4 separate regions of the Sus scrofa genome follow, and regions 2, 3 and 4 are each linked to region 1. The links are chromatin contacts, called in public HiChIP or PLAC-seq and promoter capture Hi-C maps. All regions are on one chromosome and are shown on one strand. The core of a region is the stretch at or near the end of the contact, and the rest is flanking DNA. Distances in the headings are between cores, read along the strand shown.

Region 1 (6,882 bases), core at 2,627-5,126:
CATAGCATACATATCATTAAGAACTAAAATATAATAAAATATACAATACTAACTTTAATCTTTGTTCATTATCATAAACATCAATGATCACTTAACTGGGAAAGAAAGAACCAGTAAGTAATAAAGAACCATAAAATATTTAAAGTGGGTAGGACTTCAGAGATCATTTCATCTAATTCTCACATTTTGTAAAAAGGGAATAGACTCATGTCCATACAGTTAATTTGTTGACAAAGTTATGGACAGAGTCAGCTCTAAATTAAACATTTTCCCCCATCCAGAATGGTGCAATTAATAAAATGATAAGAATAATAACTGATAATAACATAATAATGGAACTCCTGTTGTGGTGCAGTGGAAATGAAGCTGATTAGTAACCATGAGGTTGCTGGTTTGATCCCTGGCCTCGCTGAGTTAAGCATCCGGTGTTGCCATGATCTGTGGTGCAGTTCGCAGATATGACTCAGATACTGCACTGCCGTGGCTGTGGTGTAGGCTAGCAGCTGTACCTCCGATTTGACCCCTAGCCTGGGAACCTCCATATGTCACAGGTATGGCCCTAAAAAGCAAAAACTAAGTAATTTAAATAAATAAAATGATAATAAAATTTAAGATTTTTACAACAACATCAAATATGGGAAAGAGGGTTTCTTTTTTTTTACTTTATTTATTTCAATCAGTTGGATATCGTACATGGCTCAAAATGTTTACAACTAGTTCTAATTTAGTTATGGGATGTAAAAGGCTAATGAATATATTTAAGTTCTGTTCTAGGAGCTGGGAGCTGAAGAAAAAGTTACAGCCAGGCACAGTCTTGGCACCAGTCATAAAGTCTACTATAAATGTTCTCAATAAATGATAAGAAATACACTCCACAATAATGAAGGAAATCAAATTAAATCAGTTTCCATGGGGTAACTGAAGTAAAAATTTTAGAAAAATACAAGATGCTATTAGTGACCTCCCAGATCACAAACTGCTTTAAATCACTTCAAACTTTGTAAGGAACCAATAACTTACACCATACTTAAGCAGGACTACTTTAGAAAGATATTCACAATACAATGTTATCAATAGAAAAGTGGAGAGTTCTGGTCGTGGATCAGCAGTTAGTGAACTGACGAGCATCCATGAGGACATGGGTTCATCTGTGGCCTTCCTCAGTGGTCAAGGATGTGGTGTTGCCGTGAGCTGCGCTATAGGTGGTAGATGCGGCTTGGATCCCACATTGCTGTGGCTGTGGTGTAGGCCAGTGGCTATGGCTCTGATTTGACCCTAGTCTGGGAACTTCCATATGCCTAAAAACTAAAAAAAAAAAAAAAAAAAAAAAAAAAAAAAAAAAAAAAAAAAAAAAAAAAAAAGAAGAAGAAGAAAAGTGGAAAAAGCATAATTAGCCTCAAGAAGACATTTTTCTGATACAGAAGAATGACATTTTTAAGTGAAATAAAGTCTAGCCTCATACATGCAAGAGAGTGGTTATCCCTGATCAAGGACGCTTCTTCTTCCTTTCGCTTATTCTGATTTGTTAGTAATTTATTTATTTTTATTTTATTTTTTGGGTGGAGAAAAAAATAGCTTTATTGCTTCGCCAGGCAAAGGAGGGTCACAGCAGGCTAATGCCTTAAAGATTGTGCCCCCATACTAATTTAATAAAGTAATAAAATTACTTCTTTTAAAATATCGTAGGTACTTTTGAAAAAAATAAGCAAGTGGTAGGAGTTCCCATAATAGCACAGCAGAAACGAATCTGACTAGGAACCAAGAGGTTGCAGGTTTGATCCCTGACCTTGCTCAGTGGGTTAAGGATCTGGGATTGCTGTGAACTGTGGTGTAGGTCACAGATGCAACTTGGATCTGATGTTGCTGTTGCTGTTGCTGTGGCTGTGGCGTAAGATGGCAGTGTAGCTCTGACTGGACCCCTGCCCTGGCCTAGGAACCTCCCCATATGTCGACGGTGTAGCCCTAAAAAAAAAGCAAGTGGTCAATAATTTTTCTAGAGGCTTTCACTTACAGAAGTTTCTTTTCATCTTTTTGCCCATCACCATCAGAGCTAGATGAAGCAAATGGGTTCTGAGACAATCCAAAACCCCTATTCCTGCTAGTTGATGCTCCAGAATCAAAAGAACCAAAAGATGGCTTTTCTTGATCTCTGCTGCCCCCCCATGGTGTGGATTTGGAGAAACTGGATGGCTGGATAACATTGGAGTATCTCTGGTTAGTGGTATTCCATCCACGTCTGTTACTACCTGAAATAAACAACAAAATCAAAAATTTTACTAGCAACTCCTCTTTTAAATCTCAAAACTCTATTATATTTTGTCTTATTATGTGCAGACATTATGCAAAGATTTAACAGGCACTACATTTCCACTTTAAATTATAAAAAGTTTCCTATGGTGCAGCAGGTTCAATTCCTAGCACAAGAACTTCCACATGCTGAGGCATGGTCAAGAACAAACAAACTTAGCTGAATTTAGAAATACATCATTATTTTTCTATGGATTTAGTCTTCTCAATATTGTTGACTGGACCATTACGTAATTTGTTGATATTACACTTAATTATATAAATTGAAAATGAACAGCTTTGTGGTTTTGTTTGTTTGTTTATTTTGTTTATTTATTTATTTTTTTTGACTGCAGAGCGAGGCATGTGGGAGTTCCAGGGCCAGGGATTGACCCTGCACCACACTAGTAACAATATCGTATCTCTGACCCGCTGCACCACAAGGGCACTCCTGACATAAACAAACAATTTTTTTTTCCTTTTAGTTTTTTTTTTTTTCTTTCTTTTCCCCCACAGTCTCACCTTTGGCATATAGAAGTTCCCAGGCTAGGGGCTGAATCAGACCTGCAGCTGCGGGCCTACTCCACAAAGACAGCAACGCCAGATCCCAGCCACATCCCGCCACCTATGGCGCAACCTGCATCAATGAGGGATCCCTAACCCACTGATCCGGGTCAAAAATCCAACCCGCATCCTCACCGATACTAGTCAGATTCTTAACCCGCTGAGCCACAGCAGGAACTCCTAGCCCGGAGTTCTTAATTGGGCATCCCATTCTCCCAATTTTACCCCCAATTTTATCATCATTTGCATTTATCTGAGGCTTATGGCTCTGTAGTTTTTATTAGATTTTTCAAAGGAGTTTACGACTTTCCCCAAATTGAGAGTCCTGACTATGACCCCAGTTGCTAGCCCCTCCCTATTAAAAAAAAAAAAAAAGTTTAGAGAAAGTTATGCTCAAGGCGTCAACGGGAAAAAAAACAAGTACCCAGGAGTACAGTAAAGCAAGGAAGAGTCTGCCTCGAACTACGCCAATTCTCCGAACCACTGCCACCAAAAGACAAGGTAGTTTTGACACGTAATTCCGACTTAAAAAATTCATTGTTTTGCATTAGTACCCACGACGAAGCAAGCACCTGCCTTCACCTGCCCAACAAGTCTACCGAGATACTAATAAATGGCTAAAAATGTCGGTGGGCGGGGCGGGCGAGGGGACGACGCAGGCACGTCCGCGTCACCCTACTGGTACGCCGTGGCGCTGTGCCCGGCGGAGGGCCCCACGGCGGCCGCTCGCACCTCTCTAGCCGGACTCACGCCAAGCTCTGCCCAGATCAACTAGCGGCGAAGGCTTGATGAGAACGTCACCTGGGGGCTGCTGCTGCTGCTGCCGTCCTCCGCCCGCACCCCCGGCGCGGGGGTGTTCGTTCCAGCACCGGTCTCCAAAGCGGCACCGGCCTTGAAGGAAAAACTGACAAATGGTCATGGCAAGGGCGTCTCAGACGGAGAGGCCTTCCTTCCTTACCCTCTGCCAGCAGAGAACCTAAAGCTACGGGAGGACCCGGAACCGCTACTGTGACGTAATTTTTTCGCGCCTGGGAAAGGCCCTGGCTCGCTTGTGCGGTGAGAGGAGCGGATTATACCCAATAGGGTTTGAGAAGAGAAGGTCCGCCCCTATGCAACAAGGATGGCCTGGGAGGGCGGGATGTTTGAATCAGCTGTGGAGGAAAAGCGGGTAAGAGACCCTGGCAAAGGACCTCGGCCTTCAAGGGAAGCTTGAGGTCCAAAATGAGAGGAAAGCTAGTCAGGCAAACCCAGAACTCCAGCACGGCCCTGAGAGAAGGATTAGCTGTGGCTGTGGTTTGAGAGACCTAGTCGTAATTTTCATTTGTAACCGGTGAGAGCAAAGATCTGCCCAGTCATTCATCAGGATGGACAACAGTGTTAGATAAAGCCAGTTGTGAGGGTTAACAGGAAATAGTTTTGGGTTTTTTAGAGCCAGTTCCCAGGCCAGGGCTTGAACCTGGACCACATGGGTGAAAATGGTGAAAGCGCTGAGCCCTAACCACACTAGACCACCAGGGAATTCCCAGGGAAGATTTTAAGGACAAACTGTAAATAAAAAGTATCATAATAACCCCCATCTTCAGATAAGTACTACATTCTTATCTTACTACATACAGAGAAACCTTGTTCTTTAAAGTCCACATATAAATAAAAAAATCCACATAATTCTACTCCTGGGCATATATCTGGAGAAAACCATAATTCAAAAACATACATGCACCCCAGTGTCCATCACAGCACTATTTACAATAGCGAAGACGTGGAAGCAACCCAAGTGTCCATGGACAGATGATTGGGTATAGATGTGGCGTATTTACACAATGGGATGCTACTCAGCCATAAAAAAGAATGAAATAATGCCGTTTGCAGCATCATGGATGGAGCTAAAATTCACAGGAAAGTGCATCAAAGGCAAATATAATGATATTTTATTATTATTATTATTATTATTATTATTTTTTTTTAGGGCCACAACCTCAGCATATGGAACTTCCCAGGGGTTGAATTGGAGCTATAGCCACTGGCCTGTGCCACAGCCACAGCAACGCAGGATCCAAGCCATGTCTGCGACCCACACCATGGCTTACACCAATGCTGGATCCTTAGCCCACTGAGTGGGGTCAGGGATCGAACTCAGGTTCTCATGTATATTAGTTGGTTTGTTACCACTGAGCCACAACAGGCACTCCCAATATGATATCACTTACATGTGGAATCTAATAAGAATGATACAAAGGAAATTATATGAGTTCCCTTGTGGCACAGCAGGTTAAGGATCTGGTGTTGTCACTGCAGTAGTGTAGGTCTCTGCTATGGCTTGGGTTTGATCCCTGGCCTGGAAACTTCCACATGCTGTGGGTGTGGCCATTTAAAACAATTATTTATGAAACAGAAACAAACTCACAGATTTCAAAATCAGTCTTATAATTATCATAGGTGAAACCATTGAGGGGAGGGAGGAATTGGGAAGGTGTGAATAACATATTCACACTACTGAATAAAACATGATTAACAGGAACCTACTGTATAGTACAGGGAAATCTCAATAGTTTATAACAACCTATATGGGAAAAAGAATAGGTATAGGTATATGTATAACGGATTCACTTTGCTGTACACCTGAAACTAATACAGCATTGTAAGTCAACGCCAATAAAATAAAACAAAGTCCACATAAATGTAGCTATTTGAAATTTTATCAGTAGGAATGAAATACCCACTCTTGCCTGGAGGACCCAAGGCACTTTGACACGGAGAAGCAGCTTTGATTTCTAACCAGGTGCAGAGCTGCAGATAAGGGGTTCCTGAAAAGAACATTTCATGTTCTCTTAAATCTGTGGTTACCAAGGAAACATGACCGTACCTCCATTTCTCACTCCAGATGTGATGTTGATGCCTTTTTACACTGCTCTATCAAAACTGTTTCATTTAGATTTTACTTAAACTCCACCTTTCCCACAAATCCTACAACTACATTTTCTTTTGTGTGTGAGACACCCTGCAGTTCCTCTAGTGTGCAGTCTCCTTGGTTGCAATGAGTCAATAAATCTGACATTGTTGGATTACAGGTTCATCCCTAGTGGTTTAGGATGGCCAGCCATTGTTCTTGCTTATATACTTAGTTTGGATTTTGAGAACTGTGGAATCTCCAGGAGCACTGGGAATAACTGATGCAACTTTTTACTTTTTTAAAATCAGTTTATTTTGAAACAAACTTATGGAAGAGTTACAAGTACATATAGTTCAAAGAACTTTTTCCTGAACCATTTGAAACTATATTGCAGACCTGATACCTCTTCACCCAACAGTAAAATGTATTTCCTACAAACAAGGACATTCTTCTACTTAACCACAATATAATCACCAGAATTAGGACATTAATATTGCTGCATCCTACTATCTAATCATTGGATTCTATTCACATTTCGCTAAATGTTCCAATAATACCCTTTAAAGGACAAAAATGCAGTTTGAAATTATCATTGCCTTATTCATATTTCTTTAGTCTTCATTATAGAACATCTTCTCAGTCTTTCCTTGTCACTATTAGATTACAGCTAGTTATTTTGTAGAATTTCCTAAATGCACACTTATCTGATGTTTTCTAGTTATTAGATTTAGATTACGGATCTTTGCCATGGTCTTCACAATGCACCTATCAGGTAGTGCACAATTTGTCTCATTAATTATAATATTCACTTTGATCATTTCAGGTGTTGTCTGCCAAATTGCTCCACTGTACAAGTACTCTTTTCCTCTTTGTTATTAATAGGAATTTTATAAGGATTTTGAAAGTATATAAAAACCTCATTCCTCACCAGACTTTTAGTTCACTCATTTACTTATTCCTATCATTACAGACTTTATGGATTCCAACTTTATTCATTGGATTATAATCTTTCATTGATTCTGATGCTCAAATCATTCCCAATTGACACATTCCATGATTCTTTGAGCACTTCTTCATTTCCTGGCCCAAAGATGCTCCAGGCTCATCTGACACTTACCTTACTCCAGTCCTGCAATCAGCCT
Region 2 (6,882 bases), core at 3,237-5,736, 500 kb before region 1:
GTCATCAATCTGCATCCTTAAAATGGGTGCACTTTATTGTATGTGGATTATTACAAATATTATAAAAATTTTTAATTTACATAATGAGACGTCTATGGGGGTCTTAGGATAAACCAATTTCACTGGGCCTAGCACACTGTAGATGTTCAATCAATACAGAAGGAAAGAAAGAAGTGGGATAGGTAGGTAGACTACAGTCATGGCCAAATACATATTTTGTAATATCCTAAAGGAATTTGCAATCTATTTCAAAACATAATACAACCTCTAGACCAACTCATTATGCTTAACTGCTCCTGCAGGTGCCACAACAGCCTCTGAATTATACTGTCTCAGAGTGAGCCACTCTCAAATTTTGAATTCTGCGTAGCTTATTCTCCATTTTTCACCCTTCACTTAGGTTGTGGTCCAGGACTCAATATGTTTATTGTTCCTTGGTTTCCCAGCCTATCCTAACCTGAGGCATGGACTTCAAGGCCATAGCCACTATCCTTTCATAAGCTTAGCCTGGAAAACTAAAAACTAACCTCAGAAAAACCTTAGGCCCTCCAATTCACCAAGGTAGTGAGACTCTAAAACATGAAAATTAACTAATAAAAATAGCAAAAGAACACATTTCAGGAGATAATATATCAATAAATTACTGGGATATTACTGAAGGCCCCAAATAAGGAGATAAAAGGTTGAATCTAAGTCAGGCTTGCTATGAAAAAGAAAGAGGAGCAACCTCCAGCCAGCCAGGTAGAGAGGCTTAAGAAAAAGAAGAAAGGGAAGTGGTATTACAGAAGAATGATTAAATCCATTTGTCTACACTCTAGAATAAAAATGTATATTTGGGAGTTCCCGTTGTGGTGCAGCAGAAACAAATCTGACTAGGAACCATGAGGTTGCAGATTCCATCCCTGGCCTCACTCAGTGGGTTAAGGATCCGGCATTGCCATGAGCTGTGGTGTAGGTCCCAGATGCAGCTCGGATCTGGCATTGCTGTGGCTATGGTGGAGGCCGGCAGCTGTAGCTCCTATTAGACCCCTAGCTTGGGAACCTCCACATACCACAGGTGCAGCCCTAAAAAGCAAAAATAATAAGATAAAAATAAATTAAAAATGTATATTTGTATATATATGAGGTAGTCTGAAAAAACAAATTAGAGCCTCATTTGATAATCACAAAAAGGTGTGGGGTAGACAGGGCACATATTACTTCCATTTATAGATGAGGAAATTGTAGTAGAGCAGGTTAGTATTTTCCCAAGGTCATAAAATTACCTAGGATTAGAGCCAGTACTGAATGAAATTCATTTTCTCTTGATTCAGAGCCAAATGTTTTATTTAATTAGACCATGATTCTCTTCAATGGTCTGCAACTTTGCTTGAGAGAACTTTACCCAACTTTTCACAAGTAACACTGCCCCATTTCTTTTTGAATGTATACCTTTCATGTGAAGCTTATCAAGATGTACTAACATAAACCTCATTACCAACAGTCCTGATTATTTACATGATAGTAAGGAGTCCACTAAGGAGACTTATGTTAACAGGCCACAGATATATGACCATGTCCCTCTTCTGGTGGCTACTAAAAGATCTGAGTTTCATTCCCGGCTTTTTTTGGGGGCGGGGGGCACCTGCAGCATGCATAAGTTCCAGGGCCAGGTAGGGATCAAACCAGCACCACAGCAGTGACAACACCAGATCCTTAACTAGCTGAGCCACCAGGAAATTCGTTGAGTTTCAATACCGTTTCTTTTTTTTTAGGGCCACACCTGCAGCATTCAGAACTTCCCAGGCTAGGGGCTGAACCAGAGCTGCAGCTGCCAGCCTACACCACAGCCACGCCAGATCTGAGCCACATCCTGGACTTACACGGCAGTCTGCAGCAACGCTGGATCCTTAACCCTCTGAGCTAGGCCAGGGATGGAACTTGCATCCTCATGGGTACTAAACAGGTTCTTAACCCACTGAGCCACAAAGACAACTCCCAAAAATAATTTTTTTAAATGTCCTTAGGTTACAGATCAGACATTTTTTAACACTGTCCAGTAAAAACAGACTTTCTGCTTATTCACAGCTTGACATTATCACTTACAGTGCAGTCAAGGGTGTGTCTAAAAGCCTAGGATGACAATATGTTACTGTTCTTCCTCAATACAGTAAATAAGAAAGGTACCTCATCTTTCCCTGGAACATAAAATAGACTCCCTGTTTTTCTTTTCTTCAACAGAAACATGTATAAATCTTTCCCATATCCCCCAAACCTCCCCAAGACCCTATTGTCCCTTCCTATAAATTCCCTACAGGGACAAATTTTTTAGTAATATATTCAACCTGTCTCCACTTCAAGCCCATCATTTTTATATAGTACTTACCTTAGCCATCTACTGAAACTGTCACTAAGTAACCAAAAAACATCTTCATCACCAGAATCCAAGCCCTATTTTTCCAGTCTTAGCCTTTTGGAACTCTGAAGACGGAGAGGCTGATAACAGGAGTTCAACAAAACGACAGCACTTGCCAGCTCTCACTCTATCAGGCACTGCACTAATAATTAGCTCTCAAAAGAGTTTCAATTAATTCTCAGAACACCTGGAAGTGTTTATTACCCTCTTTTCACAAATTAAAATCTAGATCAAAATTACCCAAAGCCATATAGTTAGTAAAGCCTGTCAATCCCAATGTTTTTAACTATGTGACATTTGAAGACTGGTTCCCAGTTCTAACTCTGTGGCCTTTTCTCCATCTCTTTCTCTATTTCCTCATCCTCTGCTCATCACTACTTCTCCTATTTCACATGCTCTCCAGGGCAATTTCATTTTCTCCCATGACTTTAACTGCATTCTATATTAGGTGTTTCTCAATCTTTTAAAACTTCTTGTGAACATATAAATCTTGTGCTCTTTTTGTAGCCTACATTTTGAAAACAGATTTTATTTCCCAAAAAGAAATTCTAATGGAAATATGTTTGTTCAAACTATACCTCCTCCAAGATCTGATAACCTTTTACATATCACCCTATGACTGAGAATCAGTGATTGGTCTGTACCATGTCTCTCAAATCAATCTATATTCCCTTTCTGTGCCACCACCATCACTCCCTCCAGAACATCTCCCCTGAATTATAGACAAATATTACCAAGCGTCTAATAAAGACAGTTCCACACCTGTCTCCTCAAGCCCCTCAAACTAAAACCATCACTGCAAAACTCTAATTTCCCTTAGCAAACCTGGACCACCTCTCTGTGCTCTCCATTTTGACTAACGGTATTACAATTTACCCTTATCTTTGCTTTAAACTACCTATTTGTGAAACGGTGATATCGGCACTAACTTCCCCGAGCTACTGAGTTAAAAATCAATCATTAAACAATAAGTGACCACCGAGGCCAGGAGGTAAGAAAAGCAAAACAGCACAAGATTTAACCCTTTTTACTCTTTAAGAAGTTTAAGAGCAGAAACACCAAAATTCATTTTGTATGTGTAAGCGCTCTCCCACTTAGAAAATTAATTTACTTCTCAAAACATTCAAATTTATTCTTTACTACAAGTCCCGGATGAAAAAACTGAGTCTCAAAGGGATTAGGTAATTAAACCCAAGTTTTACAGGCTAATCGGTGGTTGGTCCAGACCCCAAATCGTAGACTTGAGATTTCGAATTCCCCTTTCGTTCTGTTATTGCTGAAATAAACTTCTACCCAATAAGACGAAAACAACAGAGTGCACAGCAGAGGTTAACTGAGCGGTGCACACAAGCATCAAAAGGCACAAAGCGCCCCGGACGCGCTCCAGGCCGGGGCCTTCAGGCCCAACCCTCGCTCCGACGCCCCCCCCAAACCCGCCGCCGCTCTCTGCCGGGAGAGTCCCTTTGCGGCCTGCCTCCAGCCAGCGGGGCGACCGCGGGAAAACTACGCTCTGCGACTCTGGGCGAGCCGAACAGAGTCTGTCGCTGCCAACCTGCCCGGCCTAAAGGTGAGTCCTGGCTCGGCCGCAGCCGCCGCGCTTCCAGCCCTCCGGACAGGTCGAGGAAAACTAGCGTACCTGAGGGAGGAGGCGGCTGCAGTGCAGGCGGTCCCAGCAACCTCAAAAGGCGGGAATGACGCTGAGGGCAGGGTGGGCCGGCCTTTGGTGCTAACTGCATTCACTACGTTTGGTCAACTCCGAGCCACAGGGACTGTACAAAAAAGCATAGGGACAAGAAGCAGCAGGAACCAACCGCGAAGATGAGGCTGAGAAAGCATCGCAGTGGGGGAGGGGAGCGGGTGGAGACGCGGCCCGTGGGGGCGGGGCGCACGGCGGGAGGAGGCGGGGCGTGAGGGGTGGGGCGCGCAGCGCGAAGAGGCGGGCACGCAGGGGTCCAGCGCGACGCGAGGGGGCGGGCACGTGGGGGCGAGCGCGAGGCGGGGCGAGGCGTGCCGCGTGAGAGGGGGCGGGGCGCGCGTATCGGCGCCGCGTCGCGTGACGCGTTTTCAAATCTTCAACCGCCGCAGCCCACTCGTTGTGCTTCACCTTTTCCTGCTCCGCGCCCTGGGGTTAAGTTCGGCCCCGGAAACCCGGCGGATAGACGCGGCCTCTCTCCTTCGTGGGTGTGGTGGCCCGCGGAAGAGGAGAAGCGAGCGGCCGGTCAACGGGCCTCGAGGAGCTGTGTTTCCGCGGCCACCCGGCGCGACACCCTCCCCGGACCCAGCATGTAGGTACCGGCGAGTTGCCATGAACTCCGGAGCCATGAGGATCCACAGCAGAGGACATTTCCAGGGTATGAAGCCCCTCCTCCGCCCGCAGTCCCTTTAATCCTTTCCTCCCCTCCTGGTTCCATTATTAATTCTTGAGATTTCTCGCGCTGAGTCTGCTGCTTTCCTATTCTGACATGTTCCTTCTGCTCTGAGGCCTGAAGGAAGGCTCGGTTTAAGGTTTTGCCTCAGAAAGTGAGTGGATCCCGGCCCTGCTCTCGCGCCCTCAGCGTTCCAGCTTCAACCGCAGATTCCCAGTGGTGCCTTCGGTTGTGAAATCTGAAGACAATGTGCGAACCCGGGAACTCTCCGGGGCTCCCACAGACGCTGCGACCGTTTGAGGCTGTAGCTAGAGTCTCTTTAAAAGCAGATGTGCTGAGGGCTTTTCGCTTCAGGATTAAATTGGGTGATTGTGGGTGTAGATTTTTGGTTTTACTCATAAAGTGGAGGGAAAGTATTTGTATTTCAAACACACCATTGTTGTTTTCAAAATAGAAACAAAGGTAAATTTTCATTTTTCGATCACTTTTATTTGGTAAAGGATTCCAGCCTTTAAGTTTTCCTTTTAGATGTATAGTGTATATGTATATTTACTGTGGTCTTCTACTTATGAGCAGATTGAGTCCTTAATTTTTTAAACAGTTGTTTGGATCTCAAATTTGTTTTCAAAAGAATGAAATGAATGGTGATTTAGTTCTTCAAATGGACCATTTAGTTCTTAATATGTACAGTAACTCTGACTGAAACTAAACCTTGAGCAGATAGAAACTAGAGGATTGGGTCATTCTGGGTAACAGGTTTCTTGCATTATTTGATGTTCAACATGTTAAGTACCAGTTTTGAGTGTTCAACAGAATGGCAGAAGCTCCTTGAGTATTTGGTAAGTACTCCACGGAGTTTACATCCTAAGATGTAATTGGTTTCATATAGTTCCCTGCCTTAACGCATAAAACATGAATAAACACGTATTTCCTGCAAATCTAACTACTGACTGTAAGCAGTAATTATTTTGTGACATAGTGTTTGTTAAAATATATAGGGTATTTTGCCTTTATTCTGTGTGGTACTACAAAATGTTAATGACTGCTAAATTAGTGAAATTATAAAGATTTTTCCCTCTATATAGTATGATTATTATATAAACGAATATTTTCAAAACAGTAGAAATTTCATCTACATAAAACATCATCTGATTCTAAATTTTTTAAACAACAGGTGGAATCCAGGTTAAAAATGAGAAAAACCGACCATCTTTGAAATCTCTGAAAACTGATAACAAACCAGAAAAATCCAAATATAAGCCACTCTGGGGAAAAGTGTTTTATATTGACTTACCTTCTGGTGCCCTGTCTGAAAAACTGCAAAAGGACATTAAGGATCTAGGAGGGGTAAGTCAAAACCATACACTTTTGACGAAAAAAGAAAACTTTGTAACTAGTACTTTCTAATATGTAATCATTTAAATTTTTCTTTTTGGAAAACTTACAACCACATAAACACTAAGCTTAAAATTTCTATCAGCTGTTGATCATAAATGATAAAATTTTCAGGTTTCTGTGATTATTAGTCTGGTGTAAAGTTCACAAAGAGTGAGATTGTCTTCTGGTTGTCTTGTTGGGATATCCTCCAGATGGAAGGAGCTTCTTGATTATGATTGGGAAGCTACATAAAAGAATGTTATTTACAGAACATGGAAAACTGTTCAAACCACAAAGACTTAAAATTCCTCTTGAATGATAAAGTCTCAGTAGAATGAATGTCATTAAGAAAACAATTTTGGATTATAAGTTATTATAAATTATAAATATGGAAAACCTGCTTCTTTCTTACCTTATACATGGAGTAAATGGTTAGCAAATTAGAAAATTTGGGTTAAATTCTAAGATTTTCTTAGAATTAAAGTTAATATGGGGTAAATTTTAGTGAGGTTAAGATTATATTTCCTACTTCAGAGGTTTCTGCTGTGCTTTGAATTTGTGCTAGTTAACATCTTTGAATAATATGAGCAGATCCTGCCATGACTGGAATTTGCAGACCATGTAACAAGTGTTTTGTAATTGTTTATTGATGTGATATTTTACTTCATCTTGGAAGAGCTACTTTTTTGCTATTCATTTTTTAAAACTAAACATTGTCACACATTTGTCATAATAGTTAAGTAC
Region 3 (6,882 bases), core at 2,767-5,266, 340 kb before region 1:
ATACTGATAAAAATAAATAATTGAATAAATAAATTGAATGAATGAATAATGGGAGGGGAAAGAAAGCTTTTCCTTAAAGGAGAATTCCAATCAATAATGTTGAGTAGGAGTTCCCGCTGTGGTTCAGTGGTTAACAAATCTGACTAGGAACCATGAGGTTGGGTTGGACCTCTGGCCTCACTCAGTGCGTTAAGGATCCGGCATTCCGTGAGCTGTGGTGTAGGTTGCAGACGCAGCTTGGATCTGGTGGTGCTGTGGCTGTGGTGTAGGCTGGTGGCTACAGCTCCAATTGGACCCCTAGTCTGGGAACCTTCATGTGCCACAGGTGCAGCCCCAGAAAAAGACAAAAAAAAAAAAAAGACACACACGCAAAAATAAATAAATAAAAATAAACGTTGAGTGAACGGTGGAAACAGAAAACTATTTGACAAATAGTATCAATACTTGTTGGCAAGAAAATATTATGAGAAGCAGGATATTTACAGAGTCTCAAAAACAAAAACAAATCTCCCCACAAGACAGTCTTTTTCATTACAGAGAGAGAGAATTTTACAGTGGAGAAATCCACCAAATGCTACTTGATAGAAAGTGATTGAGGTTAACATCACTAGTAATGAGACATATTGACATCACGTACCTTCTTCATATACCATGCGTTAAGATGAATGCAACATCACTTCTGTGATCCTTGCCAGTATGCATAACTTTAATCAGGAGAAAAAAACATCAGACCAATCTGAGGTATATCTACAAAACATCTAGCCAGTATTCGAAATATTCAAGGTCATAAAAGACAATGACTGAAGATGAAAGACAAAGACTGAGAAATTATCCAGATTAAAGGCAGATGACAATTAAATGCAATGTGTAATCCTGGACTAGATCCTAGCCCAGGAAGGGTTATTAGAGGGATGATTGATGAAATTTGAACAAAGTCTGCAGATTAGTTAATAGTATGTCAATTTCCCATCTTGATGATAATACCCATGGTTAAGTAAGACTTTAACACTTGGAGAAGCTTAGTGAAAAGAATTACCTTTTTTTTTTTTTTTTTTTTTTTCTTTTGGCCACAGTGTGCAGAGACTTGATATGCGATCTCAGTTCCCAGACCAGGGACTGAACTCAGTCCGCATTGGCAAAACCACTGAGACCTAACCACTCACAAGACGACCAGGGCTCTCCCTGAAGAGAACTCTGTGTGCTACTTTTACAACTTTTTTTTTTATGAGATCGAAATTATTTCAAAATGAGTAGATAAAAACAGAACTTGTCCATTCAAATAATAATCCTTTAAAATACTGTCTCTGAGATTATATTTATTTTAAAACTGTAAAAAAGTTTACTTTTCTTCTTCTGAAAGTGCTTTCCATATGAGTTTAATATAACACAAGAAAAGTAGTTTCTTGCAATATATTTTTTTAAAAGCTATCATGGAAAATTTCAAACACACAAAAGAGTTAAGAGGATAACCCTTTTGCTTCCATTATGGATAGTTATGTACTGATTACCCAATTTTAACACTTATATCTTCCCCATATTCACAATATTTATTTGAGTTTTCTTTTGGAATAATTTAAATTCTAGATATGTCATTTCATGGTAAAGATTTTTCTCTTTAATTATAGCCAGCACATTATCACACGAAATAATATTAATTCCTGAATATCATCAAATTCCCAGACTTAATGCAAATTTTGCTGTCTTAAAACAGTTGGTTTGAATCAAGACTATGAGGTACATATTATGTTTCTTACGACTCTTTAGTCTTTGATAGCCCACTTTCCCCTTACATTCTTGTTGTTAAATTTATTTAATTTGTTGGGGGAAATTAGGTTACTTGTCCTATGAAAACTGATTCATTATTGGTGTTTTGGTGGGGTTTTTTAAAAAACTTTTTTTTTTTTTTTTTTTTTTTTTAGGGCTTCACCCCTGGCATATGGAAATGCCCAGGCTAGAACAGCAGCCGCCAGCCTACACCACAGCCACCACAATGTGGATCCGTCTGCCACCCACACCAGAGCACACAGCAATTCGGAATCCTTAACCTGTTGAGCAAGGTCAGAGAGCAAACTCAAGTCCTTCTGGATACTAGTTGGTTTTGTTACTCTTGAGCTCCAACGGAAACTCCTAAACTTATTTTTCTATTCCCTACATTTCCTGTAAACTGTTGTTTGATCTAATGCTTAATTAGATCTGAGTATAGATCTGATATTCTAATGCTTAATTATATCTGAGTGATATTCAGTTTGGAGGAATTACGAATACTTACAGAAGGTGCTGTGTAGTTCTGATTATATCACATCAAGTATATCATGTATGATTATCTCATTTAATGGTGCTAAGATTTATTGGGAGGTTCAAATAGTATCTACCTGATTCCCTCATTATAAATTTCATCATCTTTTTAAAAGGTGGATGTTATAAATGTTTAGCTCTATTAATAGCAGACACAGTCAAATCTAGAAATCTTGCCCAATGGCAGTGATCTTCATGAAAATGTTCAATTACCTTTCCTAACATAGAACTGTGGTTGAAGGTTCACATCAACTTTTTCATCCCAAAGTGTTATGACGGTAGTTTCCTTGAGGCCTAGAGGATTAATGATCACTGGCTGTCACTGCAATGGCTCAGCTCACTGCTGTCGGAGGTTCCATTCCTGACCCAGGAATTTTCAAATGCATGGGTGAACAAAACAAAATACTATGGGAAAAAGGGAGTACTTAATGTGGCTCAGTGGATTAAGGATCCCACATTGTCTCTGTGCAGATGTGAGTTTGGTCCCTGGCTTCACTCGGTGGGTTAAGGATTCTGTCTAGGTAGCAGCTGCTGATGTTGCTGTTGCTGTGGAGTAACCTCAGCAGCAGCTCCAATTCCACCCCTGGCCTGGGAACTTCCATATACCACATGTTAAAAAATATATAAAAATATATATGGGAAAAAGATTTTTAAGAGGAAACATTTTAAAATTGCAAGATATGAATAAAGCTCAAAGTCACTTCAGAAATTACCATGATTGGGAACCAAGTGGTTAGATCTGACAGAGGTCTTAGCTATGCCGATATAAGGAAATATATAAGTCAAAAAATAGTAGTAGATAACTAAGCAATATTTAAAAAAATAAAATTGACAGTTTTCTCAGGAAGGCAGGGAGCAGAGAGGTAAAGAACTGTGACTTTTCATTATAATCCAATTTATGCATGTATCACTGTAATGGAATTATATAGGGCAAATGGTGAAGAAAAGAGTGTTGAAAAGATCCCAAATAAAAGCCTACTCATTATGCAGACGATTTCTTTTTTTTTTTTTTTTTGGTCTTCTTATCTTTCTAGGGCCAGACCCTCGGCATACGGAGGTTCCCAGGCTAGGGATCTAATCCGAGCTGTAACCCTCAGGCCTACGCCACAGCCACGGCCAAATCCGAGCGGCATCTGCGACAAACACCACGGCTCACCGCAACTCCGGATCCTTGACCCGCTAAGCAAGTCCACGGATCAAACCCGCAACCTCATGCTTCCTAGTCGGATTCGTTTCCACTGCGCTATGATGGGAACTCCCCTATTTTCTGATCCATCAGAATTCTCTTGGAAAATATATAAATGCGACAAGGTCAAAAAAAGTTCATCTGGTGACTTCAAAATCTTCAAAAGTACTGATGCGTTAGAAAGGAGTCTGAAGTTTAGATGTCTGGGGGGGTCCTCTGGTCCAACGCGCTAAGGGTCGGGGCTCCAGGGGCGGTATTGCTAGGCGGGTCCTCCGTAAAGCCTCTCTGGGGGCGGGGCCTCTTGACGTCACAGAGAAGCCCCGCCCCCTCACGTCGCGCACCGGGGAAGCCAGAAGGTTTCTGGCGGCGCGGGCGCCATTTTGCCGGAGCCTGCGACCGAGTGGGAGTGGAGTCGAGCGACGGCTGTTGCCGACTCTTTCCTCCTCCCCACAGTCGAGTCAGCGGGTTGATTAGTCCATCGGCCCTCAAGCCGAGACTTGTCTCTTACTTAGTTCTGGGGAGCGCCTGGCCGACATGAGTGATGTAGAGGAGAACAACTTCGAGGGCAGAGTGAGTACAAAGCCGCGGGAGCCGTCTTCGGCGGCGGCCCGATGCTCGGGGTTTCACGGGGACAAGCGCGGTCGGGCGTGGTTGCGGGGAGCCTTGTGGGGGCCCGCGGGGAGCAGCCTCTGGAGCCATCGCGGTCGCTTCCTCACATCCCAAGATGGCTTCTGGGTTCCACTCTTGCCCCAAACACCACGGCTAACCCCCTTACCCCGCTTTTTGGAGACTGACTGATAACCTGGACTCCTGTGTCCGATTTCCCCCCGCGGTGCGTTCTCCCATTTCCCCACCCCGAGGCTTCCTTATCTCTGTTCCGAGATGTGGGTCCCCGTCGCGGTGGGGCGGGAGGAGACGGCAGGGAGTTCCCCTCCGACCGGATAGTGGTAGGTGCTTCCTGCGGTGGCATTGCTGGCGACCCCGAGCATCGTAGAGGGTCTCGGGATCGAAAGTGCGCGGGGCTGCTGTCCGGGCGGGGAGAAGCTGGCGTGGGACTAGCTGGGGCCTGTGTCTCCTTGGCTCTCTATTGCAGTGAGCGGCCGCGTCTCTGTTGGAACCGGCGGCGTTGCGTCTATAAAGGCGAAAGCCTTGAGGTTGAAGGTGGGACGAGCCTAATGAAGTGGTTAGTCAACGACCGCACCGACCCTTAAGCGTTCTTAAGACGAGAGCTGTGAGGGGAAAACTACGCAAGGAGCCCTTTTTCCCTTAATGTCCCTTCTGCTTTCCTTTCACTGCACAATGAATGTGAAAATGCTATAATGCCTTTTCTGATTCCTTGATGTTGGGTTTTTTCTTCTTTCTCTATATCTCAACTTCAAATGCTTTTTCTTCCTATGACCTTTCGTCTAAACACTGACCACTACTTGACAGGTTTTGACGGTAAAAAGCAAAAGAGGGAATCTTTTGTCTTAATCTTACATAACCGAACAAATTTCATGGCTCAGTATTTTTGCAATAGTGTATGCTATCCTCTCAGCTCAAAAGGATACCTTCAAAGTACAGACCCTCTCCCATTTCCCTTCTCAGCCCATCCTCCAGCAAAGAGGGATCAAAGTTTTTCATTATTTTGGGTCGGTAAATATAAACATCACAAAGATAGGTTATCTTCAGCTTAAATGTACTGAACATTTAGCGATGATTGGGTTAAATTTCCGAAGTAACTTTCTTAGTGAAAATTGATGGAAGTGAATTAGTGTAAGACTCGGAAAAGAAAGTCCTCAGGCAGCATTTTTCTGCTCTTGTGTTGGTATTCTGGTTACTAGGGGAAACGCAAAAAGAAAGAAAGAAAACAAAAAACACTTAAGGTGTGTGGATGGAATGAGTTTTGTCTTTTTTTAGAAACTCATAAGATAAGCATCTGGAACCAGACAGTTAAATCAGAGGGTCGATTTAGGCTTTTGTTCTTTTTGAGATTGGAAACCAAAAAAAGTTATCTTTAATGCCTTTAAGATTGGGTTTCTCTAGGTCATATTTCTGGGTCATAGATAGAAAGGAATAGTTGAGCTTACTGAATTTTTTAGAATGGGTGGTATTGATTATCCCAACAAAACTTTTTAAAAATCACGTAATGATATTTGGGGATAGTTGTGAGCTGCTTCTTGTTTTGAAAATGTTAGGTGGCTATGGAAGAAATTTTGCTGCCTCTTAAATTAACTTCACTATAATCTCGAGAAGTTGGTATTTGTTTTGGTTTGTGGAGAAGTGAAGAGGACTACTATCTGAGACCTTGTTTTCCTTTATTTTTTTAAAATTTTATTTAGTCATCAGGTTAAGGAAGGAGCAAGTTCTTGATGATTGTTACCTTACCCATCCAAGAAAGTAATACATGTAAGGTTCCCACCCAATTTTAACCTAAAATGCATGGCACTTAATTTCTTTTAATAGAGAAAAAGTTTTTGCCTTCTTTTTCCTCCCCTTTTACAACGTTTGTGGTTATAGAAAAAATTTTTCCCCACACGTGATACCCAGGTATGAAATGAACCAAATTGAGTAATGAATAGGTTCACCTGTTACTTATATTACTTTTTTGTAGGTTGAGGTAATTGTCTTTATTCATAATTGGTTGAAGAATTAGAAGAATGCTAGAAACTTTTCTGAGTGTGTACCTTTTTTTGATTCTCAAGGCAATTTCATATTCACCAATGCTTTTAGTTTTTAAATTACAGTGATCTTTTATCTGCTAACCACAAACCAGCAGTTTAGAAAGATTTTATAAAATATGTTTAACTGATTTACTGTGCTGTACACTTGAAATTCACACAACTTTCTAAATCAACTATAGTCCAATAAAATTTATTTAAATTTTTTTAAAAAGGTTTTATAGAATACATTTGTTGTATTTTTGTACCTAAATGTAATAACCGGAGTTCCTGTTGTGACTTAGCGGTAACCAATCTGACAAGTATCCATGAGGACCGGGATTTGATCCTTGGCCCTACTCAGTGGGTTAAAGATCCAGCGTTGCCACAAGCTGTGTGTAGGTCTCAGACACTGCTTGGGTCCCACGTTGCTGTGACTGTGGCATGGGCCAGCAGCTGCAATTCTGATTCAACCCCTAGCCTGGGAATTTCCATGTGCTGTGAGGGTGGCCCTAAACTAAATAAATAAATAGTAAATGTTATAACCTTTCAGAGAGGCTCAAAAAAGTGTTTTCAGATGATCTTTCCGAAGTGTTTTAAGTAGTTGTTGTATCTCAAACTTTTTGACTGAAATAGAGAATTGACTAAAATTGATGGGTCAGTATTCAGATTTCATTTGCTAAGTGTACAGAGTCAATATTAATAGTGCATATTAACTCTATCTTATTGAAAAGATTCTTAAAATTAGAGGATAACTTTCTA
Region 4 (6,882 bases), core at 2,532-5,031, 290 kb before region 1:
ACGGTGATAGGCTCCCTCGGCTCACCAATCGGATGAGAGAAGAGGACCCCCCTCCCCCCCTGCCCCAGCCAGGGGCGGTGTCTCTCTCCTCGCTGGTTGCTCAACTTGGACTCGGCGATTTGGCCCCTTGCAGCGCGAAACCCCGCCCCGGGGCCGCGTTTGCGCGCCCAGCGCACCCGTCTCACAGCCCCGCCCCGCCCTCCGCAGAGACAGAGGGTTCAGCAAGGGTTCCTTGCGGTCTTTCTCTGTGGATAGCGAGCATCCCCCAGCTCCGAGGAACCCTTTGCGCACTCGAAACCGGCCGGAAGTGCGGGAGGGTCGCGGTACCCGTTGCCTGGTCCGCCCGGGTGGGCAAGGGAAGGACGACCTCAGGTGGGGTCGTGCCGCAAGGGGGACGAAAGAGGCTCCCCCGCCCGGGCCCTCACGTCTAACCCGTCCACGAAGCTCCACGCGGAGAGACAGAATTCGAGGTGGATTTCAGAAGGCGCCCATCCCGGGGCAGGGCTAAGGCGGACCGGTGGTCCAGGGCCTCCGAAGCGAGTAGCGGCCGACGAGGGATCTTCCTCAGTGTGAGCGGCAAGGATCCCGCCCTCTTTTTCCCAGCTGAGCCAGGGAAAAAAGGAAAGATCTCCTAGGGCACCATTTTTGATTTTAAGCAAAAATAACTCAAGGCAGATTCCGAAGAGAGGGCAAAACCAGGTTACCACTTAACAACGCATCTGGTTTAACAGATCAGAATCCAGGAGAGCTATTCGAAGGAACATGAGTATGTTAAAAATTCCTCCTATAAGGCCCAGGCGACATGACGGGTATTGCGTGCCCACCGCCGCAGTAAGGACTTCTGCTCCGGACTGGTCTCAGAGGAAGGCGGGATTTAGGGGTAGAAACAAGAATGCCCCTTCTTCCCCCTCCTCTACTTGCTCAGCCGTCGCTCATAACCTGTGGCTACAGCAGCGGTAACCGACCTTCTAAGCATCGTTTCTCTCCTCTAATATTACACTGACCCGTAAGAAAAAAATTTTATTGCCTTCAGGTCAGCAGATCAGGAGGAGGTGCAGCTGTCCAAAGAGTAAACAGGCTGCAGTAGGAAAGATAGCCGCATCAGAGCACATTACAATGGGTGGGAGCCCCGTGGAGTTAACATTTAGGAGCTGCAGCTGCTTCAGCAAGAACTTCAAGTAGCCCAAACACACGGTTAATTTCTTGTGTGGGACTCATTAAGAGTGGAAGTTAGATTGACTTTATAGTCATTCTTGAAAACCCACCAAAGATATTTTTGCACTTGAAATGCTAGTAAAAAACAATTACCCATGCTGTTTTTACTCAGCCATTGACAATATCCTTATCCTTAAAATGCTTGGAAGATTCGAGGTGGAGTGGACTGTATTTACTTTCCTTTTTTTTAATGTCTAAGCTTATATAACTCTTGTGTTTTTAAGGTCCTAGACGGAACATCCAGTGTGTTATAATAATACACAGATTAAGTTCACAAGAGCCCCAGGAACATACTTCATCAAAACAGCACACACTTGTTTTAAATTCCAGCTGTTAGATTTGTTTGATAGTGAGAGACAGGCATGGACTAGTATTTATGGAAAATAAACATTTTATCCTGTGTTTTAGAAGTAGATATTTCCTTCGGTCTCAGTTTTAATAAGAGCAAAAAAGTCTACAATCCAGAAGATACCATTCATTGATTTTTGAAAGCAAGCTGAACATATATTGCTACTATGAAAAATAACTAAAATTTAAATGAACAGACTAGTTTATAAAATTTAGATGTTTAGAAAAGCAAGTATTACTAGATGAATGAAAAGCATACTTCTCCAAAAAGCTTTTCATCACATGCAACAGGTAAGTGAAAAATAAATTCATAATTTGATATTTACATTTTGAGTACCAGGGAAGTAATAAAAAGAATATTTTAAAATATTTTTTAGAACAAAGGTTCTCAAAAACATGAAAAATAAAAATAATTATGCTCTTCTTAAAAGTTAAACCTAACCATAAATTTAAATTTCACCACTAAAATGTTTTTTGAAGATAGAGCTCATAATACAGTTCTGAACATTTTACACAAGGACGTTTGTCCCCTCCATCTCATAAAGGAAGAATTGCACTAAATTAAATGTAAGTGAAAATATTGTGAAACTGGGTTTACGTTTAAAAAGTTGGATTTGCTTGGCAGGAAAGAAAAACCTGTTAGAAAGAACAGTTGCATTTAAAATGGATGATCTAACACCTTCCGGTTTCTTAACACAAAATTTTAAGTTCCTTTTAAAAGAAAATACGTAAATGCTCTTTTTCTCAAGCAATAATTCCCACATATTTCAAACATAATCTGCCACTCATCTTTAAATGGGAAAATACACACTTTTAAATGCCGTATAAGGGTTTGACCAAGATAAATGAACTATTATCAATTGTCATAATTACTGAAGATATTTCACTGTAAACAGTATTTTCTCCTACATAATGCATTTTTCTAATAGTAAGAGTACTAAGTCATTAGAGATTCTTGTTCATATTTCCATCTTATATGGAATTTCATTCACTTTTTAAAAATAAGCAGTCTGTTCTATGGAATACCTGTTAAAAATATACAAGTATCTGGTGTAAATGAAGCCTTAGAGTGGAGTACACAATCTTTAAACGACACTTGGAGATTTCCACAAGTACCCCAGCGCTCATTTCCGTATTCCTCATCTCCAGTCTTCATTTTGTTGGCCCAGAAGTCTCCACCGGGCCCAGACCCTCCCCCCATACACCCACCATTGTGCTCGTAACCTACAGGGGAAATTATGAATGGTTCTCAAGGCCAAATGCGGGCAGAAAATAGGCAGAAAGAGACTCGAAGAATTTTTCAAGTGCAAATACCACTTAGGGGAATCGCAGCGCGGTCTTCTCTGTTTTAAGAGTCCCAAGTTCTCCAACTAAAATTCTTTAAATAAAAGTACCAGCCCACCGCACTCCTCCTCCTCCTCTGGAAACTACAGGAAGAAATAGTTTCCGTTTAAATACCGCCTTTTCCCACTCACACTTCTCTGCTCCGGCCTCCGAGCCCGGGACACCCCCAACCCCAAACCAGAAGCCCCAGCCCCTGAGCTCCCCTCCCCCACCAGTGGCCAAGCCCACCCCCGGCCTCATTGATCCCGGAGCCTTTTCTGAATCGTGCAACCAATGGCAAACGCGAAGCCGAGAGCCACCGCGAGCTCAGGCGGAGGAGGTGTCGCCCAGACACCCGCCCAGGACGCCGCGGGCTCCCATCCCCCACTGCCCTGGCTCGGGGCCGCCCCACTTCCCCGGTGCCGGGCCCAGTAAACGGTGTATAGGGTGGGGCGTGTCGGTCCGCTTCTCCTCGCCCACCCACCCCACCCCCTCGCTGTGTTTCCGTCCCTGCCAGCCCTGGAAAGGTGCTCGCGGCTTCGCCGTGGTTACACTTCTGTCATCAAAGCCGCAAGGAGAGTTCGGAATGGTGACTCTTTGGCTTTGTTAATTACCTGTTTTAAAAAAATCGAATATTTAAAACTCCAGTAACTAGAGCTGAGGAATTGCCTAGTTAGCACCCCCACTCTCATTAAAAAAACAAAAAATAAATCAATATTCTTCCCCTCCCCCGCCTCAGGATCCGCCCCAGCCAGATAACCCTTTCTAAACTCTGCAGTAACCATCAGCTCCCCCTGCCGCGCTCCCCTTCGCGCGCGGGCTGCGGCTCCTTTAGCATTTCCCCCCCCACCTCTTCCTCCTCCCCCTTCTCAGGGTCCCTCGCCCAAGCTCATTTCCCCTCCCCCTCTTCCTCCTCCTGGTAGCTCTTTTTTTTTCCTCCGAAACCCACTCTAATTGAGGCGCTGGGATTCCTCACGTGAGACGTTGATTTGTAGTTTGAACACGTGGCTCATTCAAAAAGCCGGACACTCGGAGCGGATTTTTTCCGCCTCCTGCGTCTTCCTCCCTCCACCCCTTTCTCCCCTCCTCTCCTGCCAGTCACCCTTCAGGGTTTTTTATGGGGAGGCGGCGCCTGCCCTAACGTAGTGTGATATTTTCACTGTCCGCTGGCCGATGCCAGAGGGGCTGGGGAGGAAGAGACAAAAAGTATTTTCCCCCTCCCCTCTTCGTCTCCTTTTCCTCGCTAATCCCGCCTCCTCCTCCGAGTTAGGAAGACTCGTTGATGCGTTTGGGTTGTAGCAAGGCTTTTTCCTTCTTTTTTTTTTTTTTTTTTTTTTTAATACCTAGGAAAGGAAAAACAGGAACCCTCGGATCTGATTTTTCGCTCCTCGTTCTTGTTCTTGGTTCTTACTGTGTTCGTGTATTTTAACGGCGAGAAGAGGAGGGGAACAAAACCCCCAGGATCCATCCGTCTCTGTGGGTGGTTTTAATTTTTCGTTTCTCTCTTAATTTTTTTTAAACAACCACTCTTTCACAATGAACAAACTGTATATTGGAAACCTCAGCGAGAACGCCGTCCCCTCGGACCTGGAAAGTATCTTCAAGGACGCCAAGATCCCAGTGTCGGGACCGTTCCTGGTGAAGACTGGCTACGCGTTCGTGGACTGTCCGGACGAGAGCTGGGCCCTCAAGGCCATCGAGGCGTTTTCAGGTGGGCCCCGGCCGGGCCCTGCCAGGGCGCCTGCCTAGCCCCGCGCCGCCCGCCCGGGCCTGCCGGGGTCGGGGGCCGGGAGCCAGGCCGGTGGCTAACACCGGGTTGTCCACACTGGGCCCAGGCTTGGGTGGGTGCGGGTACGGAGAGGGGACGAGGCCCGGGAGCCCACACGCATGGGTCCGGGCGCTTCCCCCAGCCTCTGCGCCTTCCCGGCCCCCGGGCTCCCCTCCCCCGCCGGGATTTGCGGGCTGAGGGCGGACTCGCTGTCAAGAAAGCCCGGGCGCGGGCTCCGAGGGGAGCAGGGGACCGTGCGGCGCCGGGCTGGGAGGGGGGGCGGTGCACTCGCCCCGCACCCCGCCCGGGCCCAGGCGCTTGCTCCAGGCTCCGTAACGCCGGGCCTTGGGAGCCGAGCTCGAACGCCTGCTTCTCGTTCCTTGCTTCCTCTCTGCTCTCTTCTTTTATGGCGTTGGATTCATTGCCCCTCTCCCGCCCCAGATTCCGGCAGCTAGAGAACTCAGAGTGGCCTTGACCCCGCTGCTGAGCTTCCTTACGACCCTGCGGGAGGCGGGCGAGGGCGACCCGGGTTCTTTGCTGAACCTTCCCGCGTCCGACGAGCGAGAGGGGCAGGTGGGCACCGGTGGCCAAGGGTCGCCAGGGAGCGAGCCACACTGCGGCGCCTGGCTGCGGGGCCTCGAGCCACGGCCTCCGGGGGTGGCGGGGTGCCCTTGGCGAGCACTGGGGGCTTCGCGTGGCCGCGCGGCGCGCGAGGGTGGGACGCCCAGAGGCTAAGGCTGCGCTCAGTTCCTCTCCGAAACGCTAGTCGCTCGCGCGCCCAGTTCGTGCCGAGCCGCACCTCTGGACGTTCGCTCTTTCGGCGCCTGCCCTGCGGCCCTTGAGCCTTTCCCGCCGCTCACTGCCCGTTCCCGGAGGGCCTGGGCTTGAACCCGCGATAAGGACCCGGGCGCCCCCACCTGAAGAAAGGCAACGTAGCCCCTACGCCGGAATTTGTCTTTTGTTGCAGTGTCGGGGGAGGTGGCGGTGGAGGCCAGGGTAGGGGAAGAATGTTACCCGAGTAGTTGTAGAAGAAGAGGGACAGGCGATTCCTCTTCCCACCCCAAAAGTAACTTACACCCACGCAGCCCAGAGGGGTCAACTTCCCACACGGGCTGAGTGAGTTCCCGGTGCTATTCAGGGCTCAGGAGGCCACCTAGGTCGCCGCTTAGGCTATGTGGGTCCTTGGGGGCCAGAGAGCCAACTAAACCGGGCCAACTGTCTTCCACCTCTCGTGTGTCCGCAGGTAAAGTGGAACTGCACGGGAAACTAATAGAAGTTGAGCACTCGGTCCCCAAAAGGCAGAGGTGAGCTTAATTATGTTCTTTCTGATTCTGTTCTCAACCATTGGGAAGAGAGCTTCAACACAGCTGAGAACAACTTTTCCTCTTGTCGGGTTGTTGTCTGGCTTGGCGTTTCTCGTCTTCTCTTGCATTTAAGTTAATGGCAGGTGTGTGTGTGTATGTTGAAACTCCTGCTAAGAAATAGACGGCTTGTCCGTGGCCCCTGCCACTGGTTTATTACTGGTTAAAAAAATGTCTCTCAAGGAAGGTCTCTCAGCTAAGTGTTCTCCGGCAGACTAGGTCACCGGTGCAACAGGAAATCAAAGTCTCAAAGGGCAGTTTCTGGGCACCTGTGGGAATTAGGAAGCAATGGGTGACCGTTCCCACCCCCGGCCCCACCTGAAAGTACGGGATAGGCGAAAGCAGCTGCAGACACTCGCGGGTGCGGCGTTCCTTTGCTTCTCTGTCCCCAGTTGGCGGCGACGAGGCTGAGAGGCCTGGGAGGCAGTCCGAACTTTTGAGAGGGGAGGAATTTGCCTTTACTCTGGTAGCTCACCCGCCAGGATTGGGACATGTGAGTGAAAGCCTGGTTTCTTCTGCCCAGAAGTGCCTTTCAGTCACTGCAGAGTTAGTTTTCTGCACACCCGCCTTTGTTTCCTGGCCGTCCACTCCCCCCACCTTTAAATAATATTTTTGTTTGCAGATAACCACCAAAAGATGGAGAAGGCCGAAGATTGGTGTTACTTAAACAAGGGGCTTGAACTTTTGGGAGAGCATGTGTAGTGTGTCAGTTTACAGAATGTTTGGAGATTGTTTTAATCCCTGGAGTATCTTGGAGAAATGGCTCCTTTCTGCAGAGGAGGCCAGATCCCTGCTGTGTAACTCTGACTAGAAGGGTACTGCTTCCTCCGGGTGGTGCTGGGGGTTTGCTTATGTCTGCAAGGTGGA

The links. Promoter capture Hi-C pulls out the DNA fragments that hold promoters and counts their contacts. HiChIP or PLAC-seq counts read pairs in DNA pulled down with a chosen protein or histone mark.
Region 2: a promoter capture Hi-C map of liver shows a contact between it and region 1, with 3 times the contacts expected there. The contact joins the promoter of DBF4 here to the promoter of NUPL2 in region 1. A contact is called at or near these places in 1 of 5 promoter capture datasets (liver), 1 of 47 Hi-C or Micro-C datasets (embryonic fibroblasts) and 1 of 2 datasets of contacts at active chromatin or transcription factors (skeletal muscle).
Region 3: a contact with region 1 is called in a promoter capture Hi-C map of fetal liver, with 5 times the contacts expected there. The contact joins the promoter of TRA2A here to the promoter of NUPL2 in region 1. A contact is called at or near these places in 1 of 5 promoter capture datasets (fetal liver) and 1 of 2 datasets of contacts at active chromatin or transcription factors (alveolar macrophages).
Region 4: an H3K27ac HiChIP or PLAC-seq map of alveolar macrophages shows a contact between it and region 1. The contact joins the promoter of IGF2BP3 here to the promoter of NUPL2 in region 1. A contact is called at or near these places in 2 of 47 Hi-C or Micro-C datasets (embryonic fibroblasts and heart right ventricle) and 2 of 2 datasets of contacts at active chromatin or transcription factors (alveolar macrophages and skeletal muscle).

Annotation. Positions count from the first base shown.
Region 1 is chr9:91,978,707-91,985,588 of Sscrofa11.1, reverse strand. NUPL2 (nucleoporin-like protein 2) reads right to left here and starts at 3,876. Exons shown (of 7, transcript XM_021063448.1): 1 at 3,652-3,876; 2 at 2,012-2,246. The coding sequence starts at 3,769.
Region 2 is chr9:92,478,919-92,485,800 of Sscrofa11.1, reverse strand. It overlaps DBF4 (DBF4 zinc finger), which reads left to right and starts at 4,486. Exons shown (of 12, transcript NM_001137637.1): 1 at 4,486-4,746; 2 at 5,936-6,108. The coding sequence starts at 4,701. It overlaps SLC25A40 (solute carrier family 25 member 40), which reads right to left and starts at 4,276. Exons shown (of 12, transcript XM_021102524.1): 1 at 4,032-4,276.
Region 3 is chr9:92,320,719-92,327,600 of Sscrofa11.1, reverse strand. TRA2A (transformer 2 alpha homolog) reads left to right here and starts at 4,016. Exons shown (of 8, transcript NM_001077223.1): 1 at 4,016-4,051. The coding sequence starts at 4,016.
Region 4 is chr9:92,269,163-92,276,044 of Sscrofa11.1, reverse strand. IGF2BP3 (insulin-like growth factor 2 mRNA-binding protein 3) reads left to right here and starts at 3,781. Exons shown (of 14, transcript XR_002335867.1): 1 at 3,781-4,597; 2 at 5,898-5,958.